Regions from separate parts of the Sparus aurata genome. Here region 1 is linked to region 2. A link is a contact called in public Hi-C data. All regions are on one chromosome and are shown on one strand. Each heading gives the region's core, a stretch centred on a gene start, on an enhancer-like site or on the middle of the called end of the contact. The rest is flanking DNA. Distances are from core to core; before and after follow the strand shown.

Region 1 (3,486 bases), core at 542-3,041, 140 kb before region 2:
CAGGTATAAACAGACGTGCTTTTTTTAAAGGCTTACATCTATTTGCATATTGGTGGCAACTCTTAGTTTGTTTTAAACTCTAAAACTGACCCCTTACTACAAAGTGCTGAGAGGCTGTTCACCCGAGGTTCAAGACTGTAGACTGTGAACAAACAGTTTGTGTCTTCAGTCCACAAACTGCTGACTGTAAGGACAAGGAAGGGCTAACAGAAAAAAGTAATCCGTCACATTGCAATTTATTTGAAGAGCCTGACGGATGACTGTGATACAGATCAGAACTCTCCTAACTCTTAAAAGATTAGAGCTCAGGCAGCAGCAGCACAGATTGCCCGACTCCCTACATGGCCTGAGTGTGTCTTACAGAAGGCTCTTGCTCTGGCTGCAGATGTGCCCAGACGTTCAATAGCTGGTTCTTGAGGTCAACCTCAAACCCAAATCCATTCTATTCTATGGGAAAATATCTAATGATTTTATTTATAATCCTTTAGCCTAGAGAGAAATTGACCATTAAAAAGTGTAATTATCTGAGGTTTTTTTTTTGTCATATACTCTTTGACAAAGTGCCATATGATGATAAAAAGTGTTAGTGAAAAGTGTCTTATTACACTTAGTATCACTGATGAGCATTGTCTAATCTGTCAAACTGTAAGAACTTTTTGTTTATTCAAATGAGTGGAAGTGTATGGTATTGCTTTACATATTGAATTCCCTATAGGTGCATCTTATAGCAAACTTTTCACCAAAGGTGGTAAAATGCAAGAAGCAGCCATGATCATCAATCTGATCAGTAAATTTTTTTTGGTCATACCAAGTCTGATATAATATAGTTTCCCTTTTAATTGTTATAGTTCTGTTTTCCACAAGGTAAACCGCTATTCTTTTGCAATCATTTTACAACAGAGGAACATGAACTATATGCACCAAGAAAAAACGGATAAGGGGATGTAAAGCCAATTTTAGAGCCCTAAACTACTGATCACATCTGAATGTGAAATGACATTTTAAAAGCTCTTCAAGTAGGCCTGTGGTGTCTTTCCAAGTGCTGTCCATCCATGGCAATCAAATACTGTAGGATAAGGTAAAAAGGTTAGCCTACAAGTTAGTAAAGATGGATCTGTGGCACATCCAGAGGAGTCCAGCACAGAACAGTGTTATAACAAGTGTTTATATTTATGTACAGACCCAGTCAAAAGTTTGACACATCTTCTGATTCATTGATTATTCTTTATCATTTGTTATACTATGAAATAAAGTAGGGCAGGTCATGCCTTCGCTTTCCTAGGAAAACAAAGTATTCGGCTACATGACCGTACGGATGGAGGATACTGTCACTGTGACTTAAGGCTGGGATGGCAAGACCTCTCCACACTCTGCACCAGGCGCACCGCCCTCCTTTTTAACCAATCAGAACCCTGGATCGGCTCATGGATGTTGGCATGGAGAGAAAGAAACAGGAGGTCTCACTCTGACACTATTCCCGGTTACCACAGAGAGCCGACGTTCCTTTAATTTTTAAGCTAGTCACTACTTTACCTTTTTAACCTTCTGCAAGATGGAGTGGGGTTTTTCTACGTATCTAAAGTCATGCTTCTTCAGCACAAACACATAAATAAAATAAACATAAAAGTGGCTGAAATATTAACGAAAATGCCTGTTAATTGATTTAGGACACTGATAGAGAAACCCAGTATCGGTTGTGGGACGGGACTCCATCTGGATTGGCTAGCAAAGACCCAGATTCTCCCCACTGAGTGAGGCTGTCTTCTCTAAAATAGGCGATCTTCGCGCTATGATTCATCTTGCCCTTCCTGGTCAGCCATAACAACAGTGATGGCGGCTGCTGCACGATTCCTGATCCGAGGTGCAAACTCGAAACTTTCCATCTCCGGCATCGGCACCGGGGCTCAGAGCTCGTTTGGCGTCACTCTGCTGAAGTTGTCGCCGAGCTGCAACTCCCGCACCAAGACACAACGGAGACATGCGTCGCACTTTACCTTCCAGCCTGACCCCGTACCGACACAATATGGTGAGTGGCAGGCTAGCCGGCTAACGTTAGCTGCGTTCACAGAAGAGGCTTGTGAGGCAGTGAAAGTGTCCATAGGTTAGCTGTGAATTAGACACTGAGAAGAGTTCACGGCTATCCGAAATGAACATCTTTTATTATTTGTTGCCTTTCCATTCATTGTCCTGTGTCAGCCATTGAACTGCACAGTCGGGTCAGGTTGGACGTCTTTGTACCTGAATATTTAAAGGTCCCCTCGATACACAGTAAGGACATGTAGAAATGCTGTGCTTGGAATAACAAAAACATATTAACAATAATGTGTGTCGAAGTGTTTTTCACTAGAAACTTCAAGCGCTTTGTTGAAAATTCCTTATTTTACACCTACTCATACTCCCTCATTGTAAAACAACAAAACAAAAAAGAGGACATGTTAACTCAAAATGTCCAACTTAAAAGTCCAACTGTTAGGCACAAAATTTCTTCTACTTCACTGAAACATGTACCTCCAGTTGATGCACCGTATATGAAGGCTTGTAAAGTTTCCATATTGTGCTTTAGTGTCATATTAGACCATGATCGGCTCCAAAGTAGCTGGGATGTCACAGAATCCTGCTGTTACGGTCTTGTGTTAGCTGAGATTGAAGGTGAGCACAGATGATCTTTCCCCCCTTCTGCTGATCAGTGTGAAAACTTCCTCCTAGTGTCACACTTTGCATTTACTTCACAGTGTTCAGTGAGGATCAAAACACCCACGACACAAAACAGTGACTAGTGAGGGGGACTTTTAACAGTGTGGCAGCTGATTTCTAACCATGCTGATATCTGCTGCCTTTTGTAAGGAGTAAGCCTGGTTAGTCATAGCTAACACCAAACTGTGTTTTTATTAGGTATTGCCGCTGTTGCGTGTCGGCTTGACTACCAGGTAGAAAATGACTCAGGTTTAGGCTAATTCTTGAAGTCTCAACCTGTAAGTGAACCAATTAGCAGCACCACTGAGCAATAGCTGTGTTCAAACCTAAAAGTAAACTGCAACGCTTTGTTTCACATTGCTGCCGGTGGACAGTTATGCCGAACAAGTTTATCCACAAGGTCGACATTTTGTTGAAATGAAAGCACTGAATGGTGTACTGTAAATGGAAAGTGCAGGATGACACATCAGATAATGATATCTGTATCATAAGACATAATCTAAGACAGTCCCCAACGAGGTATGAGCTCAGTGTGTATCTTACAGTTCATTTGACCAGGACGTTGTCACTGAAACACCTGCCAACATATACACTGGATCCAGCAATGAGAAACTCCTAGTATCATGTATTCCTTCTCAGTAACAAAGAAGTGAGTGTCACGTTGCTTTTATTTATTGAATCACTGCCAAGTTTCCTTTGTGGTTTCTTCCCAGCAATAAGTGGTATAGTTACTAATCCAAACGCACAATAATGAATTGTTGCGTGTTGCAAGTCCTGTTTAAACATTGATTC
Region 2 (3,118 bases), core at 138-2,637:
AACAAAAAGAAGCAGCAGGAGGAAAGCAAATTCAAAACAAAGTACCTTTAACGTTAACGGCGTTATTTTCTCTTTATTCACACAGTCGGGTAAAAAGTCCAGCAGACAGTCCAACACTATGTCCTTCACAGTCTGGAAATCACTTTCACCTTTCATGTCTGCGCAAAATATGAGGTCAAGGTCCTTAAAGCCCAGTCCGCTGTCCTCGTGCAGAATGTGGCTGGCCGCGGAGCCGTTTAACCGCACGTCCCGGACGTGGATCTGCTTCTCCTCCATCCGACTCCGCACCACCTTGACGATCTGCCGCGGCTGCATCTCCAGGGTGGGGAAGTTCCCCCGGCCGTGGATCGGGATGGTCTCCGTCAGGATGGCGTCCAGTCGCTGCACTTGCTCCCAGCTGAGGACGCTCACGTTGCTGCCCTCCGCGTCTGACACGCAGCTGGCGGTGGAGCCACTGTCGTCCTCTGACATGGTGACCAAAAAAAAAAGTCCTCAAAAAACGGGAAAAATTAAAAATACAATATAAATACGTTTTTGTTCTTGTTGTTGTTGTTTTCTCAAAGTATGAGCAGGTCGGTGGACGCGTCTTTTACGCGTTCGATATAGTTGGGAGACAAAAACTTCATCCAGATCAGGTTTCTTTGTGTAAAAAAAAAAAAAAAAAAAAGAAAGAAAAGAAAAGAAAAAAAAAGAAAGTGGTCCGAATAGGCTGTAAATAAACAAATAAAATTAAAATATATATATAAAAAAAGACCCCGAAAGCAGAAAAGTGATTTACAGTCACAGTTTTGCGCAATACGCCTGTGGTTGGAGGTCCGGTGGCGCAGCAGTCGAGCTGGTGGTTGTGTGGAGGAAGAAGCGCAAAGCCCGTCAACAGAAGCGTGTAGAAAACGAGTCGGAACTTTCTCCTCTCTTTTCTCTCCCTCCGTCCTTTTAAAACATTCGCCCCGGTGCCGCCGTCAGTGCGTCCGAGCGCTGCGCATCAGTCTTTGAAGGTCGCTGATGATCCAAGAGGGGGTTTGCTTTTCCGGCTGTGACTCCATCGCCCAAAGGCACGCCTATGATTTTATGAATTTGCATGAATAAGCTGCTCCTCGAGTCGCACTCCTTTGGCACCAGTCGACGATCGAAACCCCCCTCAGAGGAATCTTGTGGATTTCTTTACGCACGGCTCCTACATATCTTTTAATTTTTTTCCTCTCGCCTCTCCTCTTGCCAACAAATAATCCCGTTAATACAGTTTGAATGTGCTCAGGAAATCCAGCGCGCTCTCCCCCGACTTTTGTTTAGTTCAACATATTTTCCCCCCACTTGTGCAGAAGTTAACCGTTACCTGCCCACTTGACACGCCGCGTCCTTGTGCACCAGTCAGGACCGGAGTCTGAAGATGTCAGCTGTGCTTCACCCCGCCCCCCTCTGACAGTCTGCTGCTCGGTGAAAAAAAAAAGAAAAAAAAAAAAAAAAAAAACCCTGCTCAACATGCTCAACACTGTAAGACTCTGGTGAAGCAGCTCCCCGGACTGCATTCGTGATATATTCATAATGCTTTTTAATCTGAAGACCTTGGTGCGCTCGTTCCCAAAAAAAAAAAAAAAATCTGCATTAAAACATTTCTGCTCCAGATGATAATCAGTGCGCATGAATTCATTTATAAATTACGACATATTGAAGGTCAGGCCCTCCTACAAATCAATATCATGAGAGGGAAAAGACATGAATGAAATGGAATATGAAAGTTTTCCTCCAGTCTGACTGATTCATCAGCGTATAAAGCTGGCTGGATGTCGCCCTCTGTGGGCCGATTCAGGGACTATTTCCCTTAAAAAAAAAAAAAATAAATGGTCCCAAGAACGAACGGTGATCAACTTTAAACGTGCGCCAAAATAGCCTTCGAGGATGTTGTACTTTTGCTGTTTAAAGCAGACAGGAAACATTGTCTCTGGAATCCGGTAAGCCTGTTACCCCCAGACCACTAACCCCTTCAGGTCAAGCTCTGCAGGCCCTCGCTGATAGGCTACCCTCAGCTTCTAACGCCTGTCCACTCTGAGCTTGGGAAAAAAAAAAAAAACAACACACACACACACACACACACACACACACACACACCTGTCAAGGCATTTTTTACAAGACAATTGTGTCCTTACATTTCAGTTTTTCTATCAAGAAATCAGAAGTCCGCTCCGAGCGCCGGGCAGTCCCTGGTTCAGGCAGCATGTGTTGGGGTCAGTAGGGGGTTAGGGTGGAGGCGTGGGGGTCAAGGTGTGGCAGCTGTCACGGATGCTCCATTAGGCGGCGTAAAGCCCTGCGTCACTGCAGCCACCCAGATCTGTACCTAAACCCTGATTATCCCATTTACTCCATTGCATTACATTAACTCGGAAGGCCCACACAAGGAGCTCTGCCTCTGCACACCGTCACCGGACACACACACACACACACACACACACGGCCTCTGATATGTAGTTGGAATTACACGCTTGCAGCTCTGACAGACAGCAAAATAAATCGCAAATGAAGAGCTCGGGCAGGAAATGGGGAGTCTTGCTGCATGGCGTTGTGATTTAGAGGAATTCACCCTCGGTTCGTTTCTTAAATGTAACTTTTCGTTTCACGCTTTGCTTTGGCGCGTGTCGGACAGGTTGATCGCAGGTCCCTGAAACTGAATCCCACATCTGGAAATATACGTGGAACTATTAGTCAGTTACAATGGAGCGGGAGCGGCCCCCGTCGATGTGTTTCCCAGGTGTGGGGAGAGACGGTAGCCGTGGATTGGACCCGGTCCCTCCGCCGGTCCACGGCGCGAGGCTAAATCAAAAGCAGCTGTCACGGGCCAACAGAAGGTGGATGCATATGGTGCACCTCCAGAATAGAGCTCCGCTGATGAGTTGTTTTGTGTAAATACCACTCGTCACCTCATTACCCGCCGTGACACGGGTTATTCATCGGTTGGTGGGTTGTGAAAGACAGTGAGATGAGGTTGTCAGAGAATTAACCACCACCTCCTCCTCCTCCTCCTCCTCCTGGTGATGGTCATGTCTCAAGAACGGCAGCAGCTTTAATATGGAAAGGAAAAAAAACCCCAATAAACCCAATACAGACCACTATTCCCTCACTTGAG

The links. A called contact is a pair of places that touch in the nucleus more often than the background predicts.
Region 1: a Hi-C map of an unstated tissue shows a contact between it and region 2, with 14 times the contacts expected there. The contact joins the promoter of bckdhb here to the promoter of tent5aa in region 2. A contact is called at or near these places in 2 of 2 Hi-C or Micro-C datasets (skeletal muscle and an unstated tissue).

Annotation. Positions count from the first base shown.
Region 1 is chr17:11,093,400-11,096,885 of fSpaAur1.1, reverse strand. bckdhb (branched chain keto acid dehydrogenase E1 subunit beta) reads left to right here and starts at 1,791. Exons shown (of 11, transcript XM_030394830.1): 1 at 1,791-2,026. The coding sequence starts at 1,831.
Region 2 is chr17:10,957,300-10,960,417 of fSpaAur1.1, reverse strand. tent5aa (terminal nucleotidyltransferase 5Aa) reads right to left here and starts at 1,387. Exons shown (of 2, transcript XM_030395089.1): 1 at 46-1,387. The coding sequence starts at 471.